2 separate regions of the Triticum aestivum genome follow, and region 2 is linked to region 1. Evidence: chromatin contacts called from public HiCAR-type data. All regions are on one chromosome and are shown on one strand. Each heading gives the region's core, a stretch centred on a gene start, on an enhancer-like site or on the middle of the called end of the contact. The rest is flanking DNA. Distances are from core to core; before and after follow the strand shown.

Evidence for each region. HiCAR-type assays count read pairs that join an accessible place to other places.
Region 2: a HiCAR-type map of leaf shows a contact between it and region 1, with 9 times the contacts expected there. The contact joins the promoter of LOC123069022 here to the promoter of LOC123069021 in region 1. A contact is called at or near these places in 3 of 5 Hi-C or Micro-C datasets (leaf and an unstated tissue) and 1 of 1 datasets of contacts at active chromatin or transcription factors (leaf).

What each region holds. Positions count from the first base shown.
Region 1 is chr3B:138,753,581-138,756,381 of IWGSC CS RefSeq v2.1, forward strand. LOC123069021 (auxin-responsive protein IAA1) reads left to right here and starts at 1,342. Exons shown (of 5, transcript XM_044491750.1): 1 at 1,342-1,695; 2 at 1,841-2,061; 3 at 2,160-2,274. The coding sequence starts at 1,505.
Region 2 is chr3B:139,120,732-139,123,532 of IWGSC CS RefSeq v2.1, forward strand. It overlaps LOC123069022 (serine/threonine protein phosphatase 2A 57 kDa regulatory subunit B' kappa isoform), which reads left to right and starts at 1,475. Exons shown (of 2, transcript XM_044491751.1): 1 at 1,475-2,801. The coding sequence starts at 1,940.

The sequences.
Region 1 (2,801 bases), core at 92-2,591:
TTTATGATGAAAATACATTTAAATTCAATTATCATTTAAGAGTCTCATTTGTTTATTGCAGCACGACTCCCCTCCTCCGAGATAGAAAAGACGATTTGGTAGCGAAATCCTTGATCTTCTAAAGGGCAAGTAATGAGCTTGATCTTGCAACAACCTTACATCAAAGATGAAGGAGAGATGCGGTGCTCTCTTTTGACACGCCTCTCCATACGAGACTAGTTAAGAGTTACTATGGGAAGTACTCCCTCCGTCTCAAAATTCTTGTCTTAGATTTGACTAGATTCGGATGTATCTAATACTAAAATGTGACTTGATACATCCGTATTTCGACAAATCTAAGACAAGAATTTTGGGACGGAGGGAGTATATACATCTCGAGTAGAGAACTAGGGATGCTCGTAGGCGAGTGGATAATCTCGGTCCTCAAATGAGAAGGCTAATTATCAATTTTTGTCACTATTCTTTCAATGGTACACTGCGCACGCGCACCATAGAGCGTAGAGGTCCGGGGTGCGTGCATGCATGTGATCCAATTTTTTGCACAGATTGCCGGACAATGTTTTTTCGTAATTGAGAATGTAAAAATTATGCATACTTGTTCCTTTTTTTTATTGCGATTGGGGATGTCATCCGGCGCGCTCTATGTGATCATAGACTTTGAATTCAAATTGACGGACATTGGATGGTTGGCTCGTGGGTGCATGCCTGTGATCGGCTACAGCGCATGTTGTGTTTCTAGAAATAAAATCTTGGAACCATGTATCACCATTGGGCATTGGACAAACCAATCAAAACAAGGTGGCGTGTCACCCGGGAACAAAGCTCCCGCGCAAGATTTGGTTCCATCGGTGCGACCCACCGGCAGCACGGATCCATGTTGGCTGAGGCCGATGGCGCAACCGTACGTACGTGCGCCGATGATATGATGCCCAACAGTTCCGTCCTCGAGCGACGCCTCCCGCGCCGTCCGCTGGCGATCGCGCGGCCGGCCGGCCGTGCAGCGCAAGGCACGGCGGGCCCCGCCGCTCGCCGCATCCGCGGGCCGCTGCAGGGCGCCCAACCGGCAGCCCGGGCCCACCCGCTCGCGCGGCCCGCCGTGCCGCCACTGTTCCGCTTTCCGTTCCGTTTCGGGAAAGCCGACCCCTGCCCGTTTTGCGCCTCGCACCTCGCGCTTCTCCGTTATCGCGGCTCCGTCCCACTGGAGCAAGGGAGCAGGGGTGTGAGTGGAAATATGGCGCGGTGCGTGCGTCGGTGCGTAAAGCTGGGCCGGGGCAGTGACCGTTGACCGCCGGTGACCGGTGGCAGGCACTGCCCGCCCGCCTGGTCTGTCTATAACCAACCTGCCGCCTCCCCGGACCGCACAAAGCTGGACCAGACCAGAGGCAGGCAGCATTCGCAGCAGCAGAAGAAGACGACGCAGCCGCCACCGCCACCGCCACCACCGCCGACGCGCGCAGAGCTCGACACTCGAGAGAGGCTGACGAGGGCGACGACGCCGGTGGCCATGTCGGCGGAGACGGAGCGGAGCTCCACGGAGTCGTCCGCGGCGTCCGGGCTCGACTTCGAGGACACCGCGCTCACGCTCACCCTGCGCCTCCCCGGCGACCCCGACCGCAAGCGCGGCGCCTCCTCCTCCTCCTCCTGCTCCCTCGCCGACCGCTCCTCCCTCCTCGCCGAGGCTCCGCCGGCCCCCAAGTACGCGCCACCCTCCCTCCCCCCCCCCTGTTGTCGTCTGCTCCCCGTAAAAAAAAGGCTTTCTTTCTTGCGGCGAACTGCGTGGGAGTTCGTTGGGTTGGGATTGACCTGACCCGGGGTTTCCGCTGTTTGTTTGGCTCACCAGGGAGCGGGTGGTTGGCTGGCCGCCGGTGAGGTCGTTCCGCAAGAACGCGCTCGAGAACGTCGCCGCCGGGTCCACCAGGGCGGCCGCCGCGCCGGCCAAGTTCGTCAAGGTGGCCGTCGATGGCGCGCCCTACCTGCGCAAGGTGAACCTGCGGGACTACGCCGGCTACGACCAGCTCCTCCGCGCGCTCCAGGGCAAGTTCTGCTCCCACTTCACCATCAGTGAGTACCTTAATCGACCCCTCCTCGCCTCCGGCCCCTGCTCATGCTTGCCGGCTTCATGTTCTCAACTGAACTGACGATGTGCTGGGTGTGCGCAGGGAAGTTCGCCAACGACGAGATGAAGCTGGTGGACGCGGTGAACGGGACGGAGTACGTGCCCACCTACGAGGACAAGGACGGCGACTGGATGCTCGTCGGCGACGTCCCCTGGAAGTGAGCTTCTTGCGCCACCCTCCCCTGATTTCCCCTTGATTTGTTATCTTTACCAGCTTTTGCTATGTGCTTGGATGATTGTGTCCTGTTGCTGCTATGTGCTTGGATGATTGTTTGGACTGGGTTAATTTGTCTGTCAGGCTCTTGGACTGATCAAATTGGATATCATTGATCTGGGTGAATTGACCAAATCCTCTAGTACTTTTACAAGTGATTTTTGTTAAGATTAGATTGCTTGATTGAGATCTGCAACGGACATGGTTGTGATGAACTGATGCTTTACGATTTGGTTACGAAACACCAAGGTTGCTTTGCTTGTGGTTTAGAGCAAGAGATTGATTTTTCATACATAATAATTAGATCCCCGGTAGATGTTGTTGGTTGTTAGCACACAGTGCATTGCGTGGGTCTGTACCATGAGATTTGAACAGATTAATTGCTTCGCTGATTCCGTCTGTATTTATCTAACTGCGATTGTTATTGTAGCTTGTAAGAATATGGCAGACCTGAGCAAAGTGGTTTGGGAA
Region 2 (2,801 bases), core at 225-2,724, 370 kb after region 1:
CGGAGGTGAAATGAACAGTGATGGAGAAATCATTGGAGTGGAAAAGTTGCCCAGAGAAGACTTGATCATTCCATGTAATAAAAAGACCCCAGAAGCCCCATGTGATGGAAGATATTCAAACTTGGAGATTCTTCTAAAAGTACATATGAGAGCTACACAAAAAATAACTAAATCATGATTTCTAGCACATGTACTATTCACTATGAAAGTCCATGATTTTTTTATTGCTCACATCAGAACGTATTTCATGATGAAGTTTTACACACATCTAGGCCCTATTCGGAGTCACTCCAGCTCCTCAAAATACGAGGAGCTACTGAGTATATGTTTCCCAACTCCATGCTATTTAACTCCAGCTCCGAGCGTGGAGTGGTGGAGTGGCGGGTCTTCGAACAGGGCCCTAATATACATCTATAAGTACTTGTGTATTTGTTTCAACATTTAAAAATGATTTTTTGATTTTTTGAAAATTCCAGGCTTCATGGAGCGTGAGAGCCACAAAGCCCCAGTTGAGCAAAAAAGGGAATTGCTGTATTAGTTTTAAAAATTCCCGGCTTCATGGAGTTTGAGAGCCAAAAAGCCCTAGTCGAGCAAAAAAAGGGGGAATTACCTCTAAAAGTTTTAAAAATTTCAGGTTTCATGGAGCCCAAGAGCCAAAAAGCATCGTTGGAATAAAAAAGAGAATTGGCTCTAAAAGTTCTAAGGATCATGATCCTTGTCCTGAAAATATTTTCTGGTTCCTACAAAATCCATGGCAAAACATCTACTGCACGCCGCCGCGAGCTCTTGTATTTTGCTCCCTCTCTCGCTTGTCAAGTTGCTGCCGAAACACAGATGTGGTGTTGCCTCAGAGGGCTTGCGTTAGAGTCGTCGGCACCACATGAGTCACCTACCATGAAACAAGATCTAGAAGCATGCGGTATGTTCTGCAACTCGAAGAAATCCTCGCCTAACCCAACACCTCGACAAGCACTACTAAACCAAAGAACGAAGCTTGTTACAAAAAAAATGTTGACGAGGAGGAAGACGAGTTTGGTCCTGTGGGGGGGTCCTGCTCACTGACGCCCCCAGATGATTATATATTATGCATTGTCTCCATAATGATACGTTATTATTTCTTTCAAAAAGACGCCATGCTCTCTTCATGATTAATTAATCTTAGTGATTTTTATCATTTAATATAGAGAAAAAAAATGAACTGCCGAATGACAAGACATTTCTCGACCGTTGCACCTGATCTCCTATCATCCAACATCGCTATCATCGTCTGTGCAAGGAGAAGAAATTACCAGGAGGAAAGAACCGCTCGACAATCCAACGGCTGCCGTACCACGATCCCCCTGATCGGACGGCCCAGATGAACCGAACCGTCCATGCATCGCCACTGCGACGTTCTCTCCCTCACTCGCACTGTCGTCCTCCAGTGTGTCTGTGTACCACCGCCCCCTCCAAAACGCCAAAAAAATTCCTCACTTCTGCGCCCTTTCCCCCCTCCCCTCCCCTCCCTCCTCCCGAGATCCCATCCATGGCCGCCTCCCGCCCCCGGATCTGGCCCTGAGGCCGCCATTGCTGGATCCGCCTCCCCCCTCCGCGCCGTCGCGTTCCTGGCTCCTCCGCGCACCCCGCTGATTGAGGCGGCCTGTCCTTTCCCCCCCTTTTTCTGGCGGTGCGCTCATTCGTCGGTTCTTGATCCGTCGCATTTGCGCCGGTGAGCTGCCCGAGAGCAAGGAATTCACCCTGAGATCTCCGGTTGCTGTTGCCGTCGAAGTCCCCCCCTCCCTGCCATTGCAATCTCCTGTTGCTGTCGCAAGGTGCGTCTTTTACATAAAATTTCTGCGAGGAATTTCACGGCTGATTCTCGGGAGGACGGATTCCTCGCAATGGTTCTTTGATTGGGGGAGAATTTGATGTGGTGTTGGTGCCGCCGTATTCTGCCGCCATGTGGAAGCAATTTATCGGCAAGCTCTCGTGGAAATCGCTGAAATCTGGCCCTGGCGGCGGAGGAGGAGGGGGCTCGCCCACGGCGAAGTCCAATCCCATGTCTCCCAGGGAGAATGGGGCATTCGGGAAGCCCCCCGCCTCGCCCAGGTCCCCCTCGGGGGCCGCCGGAGCCGAGGGGAGGTCCAGGGAGGACGCCTTCATCGAGAAGGTGACCATTTGCTGCACGGTGTACGACTTCACCGACCGGGGCAAGGACTCGCCGGAGAAGGAGAGGAAGCGGCAGGTCCTCATGTCCCTCGTCGACTCAATTGGCGCCGCCGAGGAGCCCCTCACGGAGGCGATGATGTCGGCGTGCGTGCGCATGTTCGCTGTGAACCTCTTCAGGGTCTTCCCGCCCAAGGTCCGATCAGGCACCACCACGTCGGAGACAGAGGAGGACGAGCCCTTCTTTGACCCCTCTTGGTACCACCTGCAAGTTGTGTATGAATTGCTTCTGCGGTTTGTGACCTCGCCATTTGTTGACCCCAAGGTAGCTAGGAAGTATGTGGACAGTTCGTTCATCTCCAAGCTGCTTGACCTGTTTGATTCTGATGATCCCAGAGAGAGGGACTGTTTGAAGACGGTGTTGCACAGGATATATGGAAAATTCATGGGAAACCGACCGTTCATCCGTAAGGCCGTGAGCAATATCTTCTATAGGTTTGTCTCCGAGGCCGACCATCACAATGGGATATCGGAGCTGTTGGAGGTGTTTGGCAGCGTAATAAGTGGGTTTGCAAAGCCATTGAAGGAGGAGCATAAGTTGTTCCTATGGAAAGCGTTGATCCCACTTCACAAGCCTAAGACAGTGGGTGTATATC